3 separate regions of the Anser cygnoides genome follow, and all the other regions are linked to region 1. The links are chromatin contacts, called in public Hi-C maps. All regions are on one chromosome and are shown on one strand. The core of a region is the stretch at or near the end of the contact, and the rest is flanking DNA. Distances in the headings are between cores, read along the strand shown.

What was found. A called contact is a pair of places that touch in the nucleus more often than the background predicts.
Region 2: a Hi-C map of liver shows a contact between it and region 1, with 1.6 times the contacts expected there. The contact joins the promoter of PHF20 here to the promoter of NDRG3 in region 1. A contact is called at or near these places in 2 of 7 Hi-C or Micro-C datasets (granulosa cells and liver).
Region 3: a contact with region 1 is called in a Hi-C map of liver, with 2.3 times the contacts expected there. The contact joins the promoter of LOC106045405 here to the promoter of NDRG3 in region 1. A contact is called at or near these places in 4 of 7 Hi-C or Micro-C datasets (granulosa cells and liver).

What each region holds. Positions count from the first base shown.
Region 1 is chr16:15,392,082-15,394,781 of Taihu_goose_T2T_genome, forward strand. NDRG3 (NDRG family member 3) reads right to left here and starts at 1,350. Exons shown (of 16, transcript XM_048048906.2): 1 at 1,222-1,350.
Region 2 is chr16:15,242,844-15,245,543 of Taihu_goose_T2T_genome, forward strand. PHF20 (PHD finger protein 20) reads left to right here and starts at 1,408. Exons shown (of 21, transcript XM_066978525.1): 1 at 1,408-1,544. LOC136786515 (a long non-coding RNA gene) reads right to left here and starts at 1,279. Exons shown (of 3, transcript XR_010825384.1): 1 at 901-1,279.
Region 3 is chr16:15,182,837-15,185,536 of Taihu_goose_T2T_genome, forward strand. It overlaps LOC106045405 (rho GTPase-activating protein 39-like), which reads left to right and starts at 1,290. Exons shown (of 10, transcript XM_066978526.1): 1 at 1,290-1,482. The coding sequence starts at 1,472.

The DNA of each region.
Region 1 (2,700 bases), core at 100-2,599:
TTTAACTCCCTAGCACTCAACAGACCTTTCCTATTCCCTGGAGCAAACACGTGCTTGACCAAGTTGTCCCATTTCTGCTACCAACTGGGACCGTGACCTGCATGCTGCAACCGCCCCGTGCCACGGCTGGATCCCACATTGGTTCCAGGCTCCCCAAACCTGCAAACCTGAGAGGAACGAATCAAGAACTGGATCAGACACCGGGCTCTGACTCGGCAATGTCCCCAGGTGCTGCCGCGGGGTCAGACGGCAAACCCCGCTCCTCTGGGTCGCCCATGACACTGTTTCTTCTGTAACCCAGGCATCTTCTGCATGGGACTTACAGCAAGGATTTTCATGCTAATGGAAGCACCTGACTTCACTACAACGCTTTGAAGTACTCCCCATGACTTACATTACACATCAAATAAACGGACATTGACCTAAAGCGATGACGCAAGTCAGCATAAGATATTTTTTATACAGCCTATTCCTTTCCTATTCATACAACAACAAGACCCTATCGAATTAAAGAAAAAAATATATGTTTTTGTTGTCCAAAAGAAATCAAGACCTGCGAATTTTAAGATACGAGTACTCTCAAAGGAAAGCTATCGACCACAGTAAGCGGCAGCCCGGAGCACCCCAGCGCTTTATTCAAACGACCGGCGTCATCTCCACGAGAAGCCGGGGCGAGTTTTGAAGGCGTTTTTTTTTTTTTTTTTTTTTTTTTTCCCCAGCGAAGCCCGGAGTGCCGAGGGATCGTTTCCCGAGCCAGCTCCGTGCCGGCGCGGTGCCGTCCCCGGCGCAGGGAAGCAGCGCGCAGCCCTCCCTCCTCCGGCGGCGGCCCGGCGGCCCCCGGGGGCTGCGGTCAGCTCGGCGGGAGCCGCCCGGGAAGGGCCCCGCCGCGGTAACCGGCAGCCGGCTCCGCCCCGGGACGGGCAGCGGCCGCAGCGGCGCCGCGGTGCACGGCTCGGCTCCGCTCGGCTCGGCAGCGCTGCCGGTGCCCGCGGGCACAGCCGCCGCCGCCGCTCGCCCTCCGCCCGCCCGCTGCCCGCCGCCGCTCCCCGCGGAGCCGCCGCTCGGCACCTACTGCCCGGCGGCCACCGATCGCCTCAGTGCCGCGGAGCCCGGCAGCGGCAGAAGCCGCCCGGAGCGCGGGCCGGCGGGGCCGCCGGCTCAGGGCTCAGCGCCGCCCCGGCGCGGGCTCAACCCCGGCCCGCGGGCGGCCGCGGCGCTCACCTGGACGGCGGCACCTCAGCAGCTCCGGCCGCCGCGGCATGGGGGGGCCGCTCTGCGCCTGCGCGCCGCGCCGCGGGCCCGCACACGCGCACGGCTCGTGGCGGGGCTCGGGACTACAAAGAAGATGGCGGCAGCGCCGTCTCGCGAGCCGTCCGCCGGGCACCGCCTTCCGCCCCCGGCTGAGGGGGATGCCGGCAGGAGCAGGCGCTGGGAGCGCTGCGGTACGCGCTCCCAGGAGGAATGCGTCCGGCTCTCCCCTAGTACGAGCTCTCTGTGCCGTTTCGCGTTCGCTCTCATCTTTTACAGAAGTTGGAAGGCGTGCAGCCCCCGGCCCGCCGCGGTGACGGGGCCGTGGGGTGGCGGCGAGCGGAGGGGGGTGATGGCTCGGAGGGAGCCTGGCAGCCTGCGTTTTCACAGGCACCGACAAAAGGCGCCGTTTGGCTCCTCAGGCTGGATGCTTGATGGGGAGGTAGTATGGCAAGCACCCAAGGAATGGCTGACTTGAACATCAAACCCTTTTTACTGTTGGCTGCATTGGAGGAGTGCACCTAGGTAAAACGATCGTCGTGGCCCTTCATCCATGACTGTTTCAGTGAGATGGGAAACGTTTTGCTGCATGGTGTTTGTAACAAAGGGACGTGAACGCTTCTGTAGATGTCGAGCCGTGCTCATCAGCCCTTCTCTTTGTGCAGCACTTTCTCAGCACCCTCTGGTCTATGAGTCCAGGCTCAGTTTTTCCTTGTGGCCTCTTCATCTCTATTCCTTTCACTCTTACACAATAATATTTTGAAAACTTAGAACACAAGAAAACTTCATTTACCAGCTCAGTCTGCTGCCAAGTCACCACTGAAGAACTCATCATGTGAAATCCCAGCTAGACACTCACCTGGGCACAGCAGTCACAAACAAGCTGCAATCTCTTGCTTGGTACAAGGTACATCGTACCATTCCAGTGGTACAATTCGTACCGCTCCAGTGGAGCGCAGTGCCACCTTCCCAGTGTAAACCAATGCACATGCAACATGCAGATGTGAATGTTTGAGGCAGCCCACTCTGAGGTCGCAGTTATTCAACCACATACCTACTGACAAATCCTGGTGCCATATTCCTTTCACAGATGCCATGAATGTAACTAAACTGGCAGCAAGTTTTGCACAAAACTTGGTGTTTGCAACTGTAAAGAGTGCTTTCACTATTGCTGCTTTCCTGGCTCTTTGGGAATGTCTTAAAGTAGAAATACTTGGATCCCAGAATAGCAAAGCATCCCCAGCTCCTCTCACCTTAACCTTGGTATGGACCTGCACCAAACATCTGAAAACTAGGTACTGCCCGAACTTAATCCATGTTCTGGTTTCTGGTGCCACCCAGTGGTCCTACATCCTGCTTCTAACTCCGTTCTTAATTACGTGGAGGCTGTTACCGAGTAGCCCTTGGGGGAGGGGAGGCGGAGAGGAGGGACCGTATGCAGGTAAATAATTC
Region 2 (2,700 bases), core at 158-2,657, 150 kb before region 1:
GTTCTGAGTGTCTTTAATAGGTCCGGGCGGAGGCGGGCTGCGCTGGCTCCCTGCCTTCCCTCCTCCCAGGCTGGCACTACCTGCAGCACGTGCCCTGCAGGCACCTTGGCCACAACAGCTCCCCTTTCGTCCCTCAAACCTGGCAGGTGACAATCATTCACTTGTCTGTGGCCTCTGGCCAGAAAATGGTGGATTATCTCAAGCTAACCACCTGAACCAGGAAAGTTTATCACCCCCAGTGACAAATGCTGCAATATTTGAAGTTAAGAACTTCAACCTGCAAAGATTTTGGCTGTTCTGTACCAGCTTGGTTTTTGGCTTTAAGTTATCATAAAACTCAGAAGAAGTGTTTTGATTTTCCTCTGCACTGCGCCATGCCTTCAGAAGGGCACGCAGCTCGGTCCGCACGGATGGGAAGCCAGCTGGATGAGGGGCGCAGCAATTCCCCCCGGCCGGCGGCGGCGAGGCCTGGCCCGTGAGGGCCACATCTTGCTCCCCATCCCCTTCCACCAGCTCAGAGTACTGGGTATCCAGATAACAACTAGTCTTGCTGGTAAAGACTGAAGCAAAGAAGGCATTAAGCACCTCAGCCTTTTCCTCATCTCTTGTCACTAAGTTTCCCCCCACATCCAGTAAAGGATGGAGATTCTCCTTAGTCCTCCTTTTTGTGTCAATGTATTTATAAAAACATTTTCTCTTATCTTCAGGGACATGACTCACTAAGCACCATGTCCAACCTTTCCTTAAAAACCCCTGGAGGGACGGTGATGCCACCACCTCCCTGGGCAACCCGTCCCAATGCCTGACTGCTCTTTCTGAGAAGAAATGTCTCCTCATTTCCAACCTGAACCTCCCGTGGTGCAACTTGAGGCCATTCCCTCTGGTCCTATCACTAGTTACCTGTGAGAAGAGGCCGACCCCCAGCTCCTCACACCGTGGTTCGGGGTCACCGGGCGGGCCAGCAGCACGGGGCCGGGCCCCGGTTAGAGCGCTGGGAGGCGCGAGGACGAGCCCGGAGCAGGGAGAGCTGCCTGGGCTCCTACCCGGGGACCACAGAGGAGACGGACACGGCCCCTTTGGGCAGCGGGCACGAGGGTTTTTTTTTTTGGTTTATTTCACCCTTTTACGGAGCTCTTGCCGCGCCCCACACCGGGGGGAGCGCCCGTCGGGAGGCCGCTCGCCGGCAGGGCCGGGGCAGGGCCGGGGCAGGGCCGGGGCCGTCCCGCAGCGCCCCGCGCAGCCCCGCACGGCGCTGCCGGCGCCCTCTCGCCCCTCGCCCGCAGCGCCCCGGCCGCGAGGCGCCGGCGCCGATCCGGAGGGGCCGGGACCCGGGACCCGGTGCCGCGCGGGGAGCGCGCTGCGCGCCTCCGCAGCGACCGGGAGGAGCCCGGTCCAGGCCCGCCCCCTCCGGCGGCGGGTGGCGGCGCCGCAGCGAGGCGGCCATTTTGTGGCGCTGCGCGGTCGGTGGCGCTGGGCTCGGCGCGCAGCGGGGCCCGGGGGCGGTTTCGCTCCGCTCTCACCCTTTGTCCCGTGCAGAGCCCTCGGTAAGAGCGCGGCGGCGCCCGGGCGGGCCGGGCCCGCGCCTCCCGCCCGCCCCGCGCTGCGGGCCCGCGGCGTGGCGAGGCGAGGCGAGGGGAGGGAGGCCGGGCGCGGCGCGGCTGGCACGCGGCCCCGCGCACAAAGGGCCGGGCCGGGCCGGGCCGGGGGCGCCGAGCGGGCGCCGCTTCCGCCTCGCCGGGGCCGGGGGGCCTGGGCCGCGCCCCCGCCCCCCCGCTCCCTCTCGCCTCGCCTCCGCCCGCGCCCGGCGGCCCGCGGAGCCGCGCGGCCCGGCGCGGGCAGGTGAGTAGGAGCGCGCCGAGCGCCGGCGCCGCGGGGCCCGGCCGGCGGGGGCGGCCGAGTGACCTTGCGGCGGCGCCGGGGCCGGGGCCGGGGCCGGGCGGGCGGCGCCGCGGTGGCCGCAGGGCGCGGGGCCCGGGAGAGGCGGCGAACGGGCCCCGCGGCGCGGGCGGGGGAGCGGCGGGGCCGGGTCCCGGCGGGGGCTGCGGCGGGAGGTGCGCGGCCGGGGAGGGGCCGGCGGCGGAGCCCGGCCCCGGCGGCGTCAGGAAGCGGCGCGGGGCCGCTCCCGGCCGGCCCCGGTGGGGCTGTGCGGGGGGCGTCCGCGGCTGCTCCGCGCCCGGCCCCGGGGACGAAGCGGGGCGAAGCCTCGTGTGGGGCCGGCGCCCGCGGGCGCTACCGGCGGCTTCGGAGCGCGTCTCCGCTCTGCTGCTGCCCGTCTCCCTCAAGGGTCTTGGGGGAAGCGAGATGAAGATCGCTCCCTGCGCGAAGCCGAAAGCCGCTTCGCGTCCTGTGCGTTCGATACATAGAATCGGGAGGCGCCGTATTTTTTCCCGACAGACCTAGGTTCCAGGTGGCTTCCTTACGGGTTGTCGTAGCGATTGGCTTGGGGGACACATGCAAACCGTAGCTATAGCAGCACTGGGTTGATCAAGGAGGTTCTCAGTACAGTTTTGGGGAACGGCTCCATCTCTACTGCTTGTTAAATATCCTGCTAGTATCGCAAACGGTTCTGTGAACCCATGCTTTGCTTCTAGCATAAACACTTGAATATAGACAAGGAGGGATATTTGAGCGTACAGGAGTCCAAACTGGTTGAAATGAACTTATTCTTGCAGTGTACAGAATTTGGTATTGTATAGGCAA
Region 3 (2,700 bases), core at 40-2,539, 210 kb before region 1:
CAGCAGTGCCAAAACGGCGTCTGTGAGAGAGCACTACGAGGGCTGGATCCCTCTGTGCAGAGCCCCCGCCGGCTGACTTGCCTGGGGTATGCCGTGATTAACAAGCTGCATGGACACATTTCTGGCTGTATCAGAAATTTGCCATGCAGTGTGACAGAGCCCAAAACTCACTTTGCTAGTGACAAAATCCACCCGGTATCTGCCAAGTCTCACACCCCCAGTGAGAGGGGCCTGAAGTTCCCTCAGGAACCCCCTGAGGGGGGTTTCTCCTCGTTTGTAAGCACAGGACCCCGTCCAAAATGCGTGTCACTGTGCCAGGTGACGTTGTCCGAATGGGTGGCTGACAGAAGGCTGAGCTGATGGAGCAGGGCTGGCCTTCAGTGCACGGCTCATTTCTTCGGAGCACTCACGTCGAAGGCTTTCGGGGGTGTTTGGAGCAGGGCTCTGCCTCTCCCCGGTGCGGGGACATGCCTGGTGTTTCTGCACAGCCTCATCCAGACTGCACTGTGCTCAGGACACTGATAAACACAGAAAGTCCTCATCTTAACAGATGTAACCGTTTGAGCTGCTTTATCCTTATTTCAGACCCCTTTTGTTGTTCCCACTAATGTGTTTGTTTGAAGAAGCACTTTGAAAAATGCAAGAGTTAAATCCTTGCATGCATCCTGGCATCACAAAGGCCACAGAGGCCTGCATGCAGCACGGCTGCACTCCCGACCTCTCAATCTTCACGCCGCCTCTGCTGGACGGTGCCCAGGGGAGCAAAATTTCCCTCTGGGGGCAAGGCATGCCTCAGCCCTGTGAGCTTTAGCCATTTCCCGCAGAGGATTTCTGTCCCCTCGTGGAAAAGGCGACTTGGCTAACTGTGGAGCTTCCTTTTGAAGGACAAGCTGGGGGGGGGGGGCGGCGGGTCCCGTAGCTCATTTCGGGAGACGCGGCACCATCCGGCTCCCCGGCGCTAACTGCTGCTGGCGCTTGGGGGCCGGAGTCCTGGCGCCAGAGCCCCGCCGCCTCCACCACCGCGCACCTCCCAGGGGCTCCGCCGGAGCGGGTCCTGGCTCCCCTCCGCAGCCCCCGCCAAGCCTCGGGATGCCCCCGTCCCACCCCCAAGCCCCCCAAATGCCCGGCCCGGCTGCCCAGAGGAAGCCCTGGGGCCGGGCCGGGCCGGGCCGGGCCGCGGAGCGCCCTCAGCCGCCGCCAGGGGCTGCCCTCGGCCCGCGGGCCCCAGCGCGGCCGCCGGCCCCGCGCTGCACCGCCCGCCCCGCCGCACCCCGCCCCGCTCCGCCGGCCCGGCTCGGCCCGGCCCGGCCCGGCTCGGTCGGGCAGCCCCCAGCAGAGGGACCCGGGGAGCGGCCGGGGGTCCCGGCGGCGCTGTCGGCCGGGCCGTCCCCGGGCGGGGCGGGGCGCGGGCTCGGGTTTCACGCCCTGCCCCGTGCGGGCAGAGGCGGGCGGTGGCGCGGCCGAGCGGGCCATGGCGGAGAGGTGAGTGCGGCGGCGGCGGCTCCACCTGTTGAGGGACGGGGCCGCGCGGGACCCCGGCCCGGCCGGGAGCCGAGCCGAGCCGAGTCGCGGGCCCCGGCCGGCAGGCGAGGCACGGGGCGGGTGCGGGCGGCCGGTCCCGGGAGCAGCGGGCGAGGCCGGGCGGCGCCGGGCACCGGGATCCCGCCGGCCCCGGGTGCCGTCGCCCGCCTGGCTCCGCGGGGACGGGCGGGCCCCGGGATCACGGCTCGGGCCCGGCCGGCGGCTGCGGGCGCGTTCCGCGGCTCTTCAGAACTGCCCGCGGCTCCGAGACGGTGCCCGAGCGCGGCAGCGACTTGCGCTTGGCTCGCCGGAGAGGCGTCGCCGGAAAGCTCCTGGCCGGGGGGATCACCTGGAGGCCGGGCGGCCAGGCCGTGCCCCGGGCCGCCTCCTGCTTCCGAGCAGCGCGGGCGGGTCGCGGCCCCGGCCGTCGTCCCCGCTCGGTGCCAGCCCCTGCTCCGCGGGGAGGAAGGTGCGGAGCTGGCCAGAAGCGCTGCCCTCCCAGCAGCTGATGCCGGTTGCTTTTGCGCTGCTTAGCCAAAATTTTCGTCTTCCTAGATGAAAAGCTCGGACTGATCTCACATTCCTGTGAGCTCGGCTCTCCTCAGGGGCACCAGCGTTCGGCTGGCTCCTCGCATTCCCTTTGTCTGGGGGAGGGAAGGGAGAGCTGTGCTGGCGTTTCGCCCGGTGGCCTGGTGACGGTGTGAGGTGTTTGGAAGAATTTGTGTTTCTCTGGAGTTTGAAGTTGTTCCTGCCTCTTTCGTGTCCCCTCCAGTGGAATGCAGCTCGAGTTAGTCCGCAAGAAAGAGCATCTCGGGCAGGAAGTGCGCGTCCCTGTGAGAGGGGAAGCAGGACAGCAGAATTTATCCAGAGCAAAGTGATAAGCGCAGCGCCAAGCCCTGTGTTCGCCAGCAGCGACACCTCGTCGCTGCCGCTTCCGTCTGTGCGCTGGTGACAGCGAAGGGCATCACGGTTGCAGGTTGCTCGCTTTGGGGCATAAACCTGACAAAGCTGCACAGATTCGGGAGCATCCTTGTACTAGCCAGCACAGAAGAGCGCAAGGTTTCTTGTGCTGCATTTTCCTTTCGTGAGCAGCCTTTTCTTGCTGTCCTTTTGGTGCTTTTCGAGTTTGTTGTTTGCCAGTTCGATGAGGCAGCTCTTTCCTATCGGTTGGATCAAGGC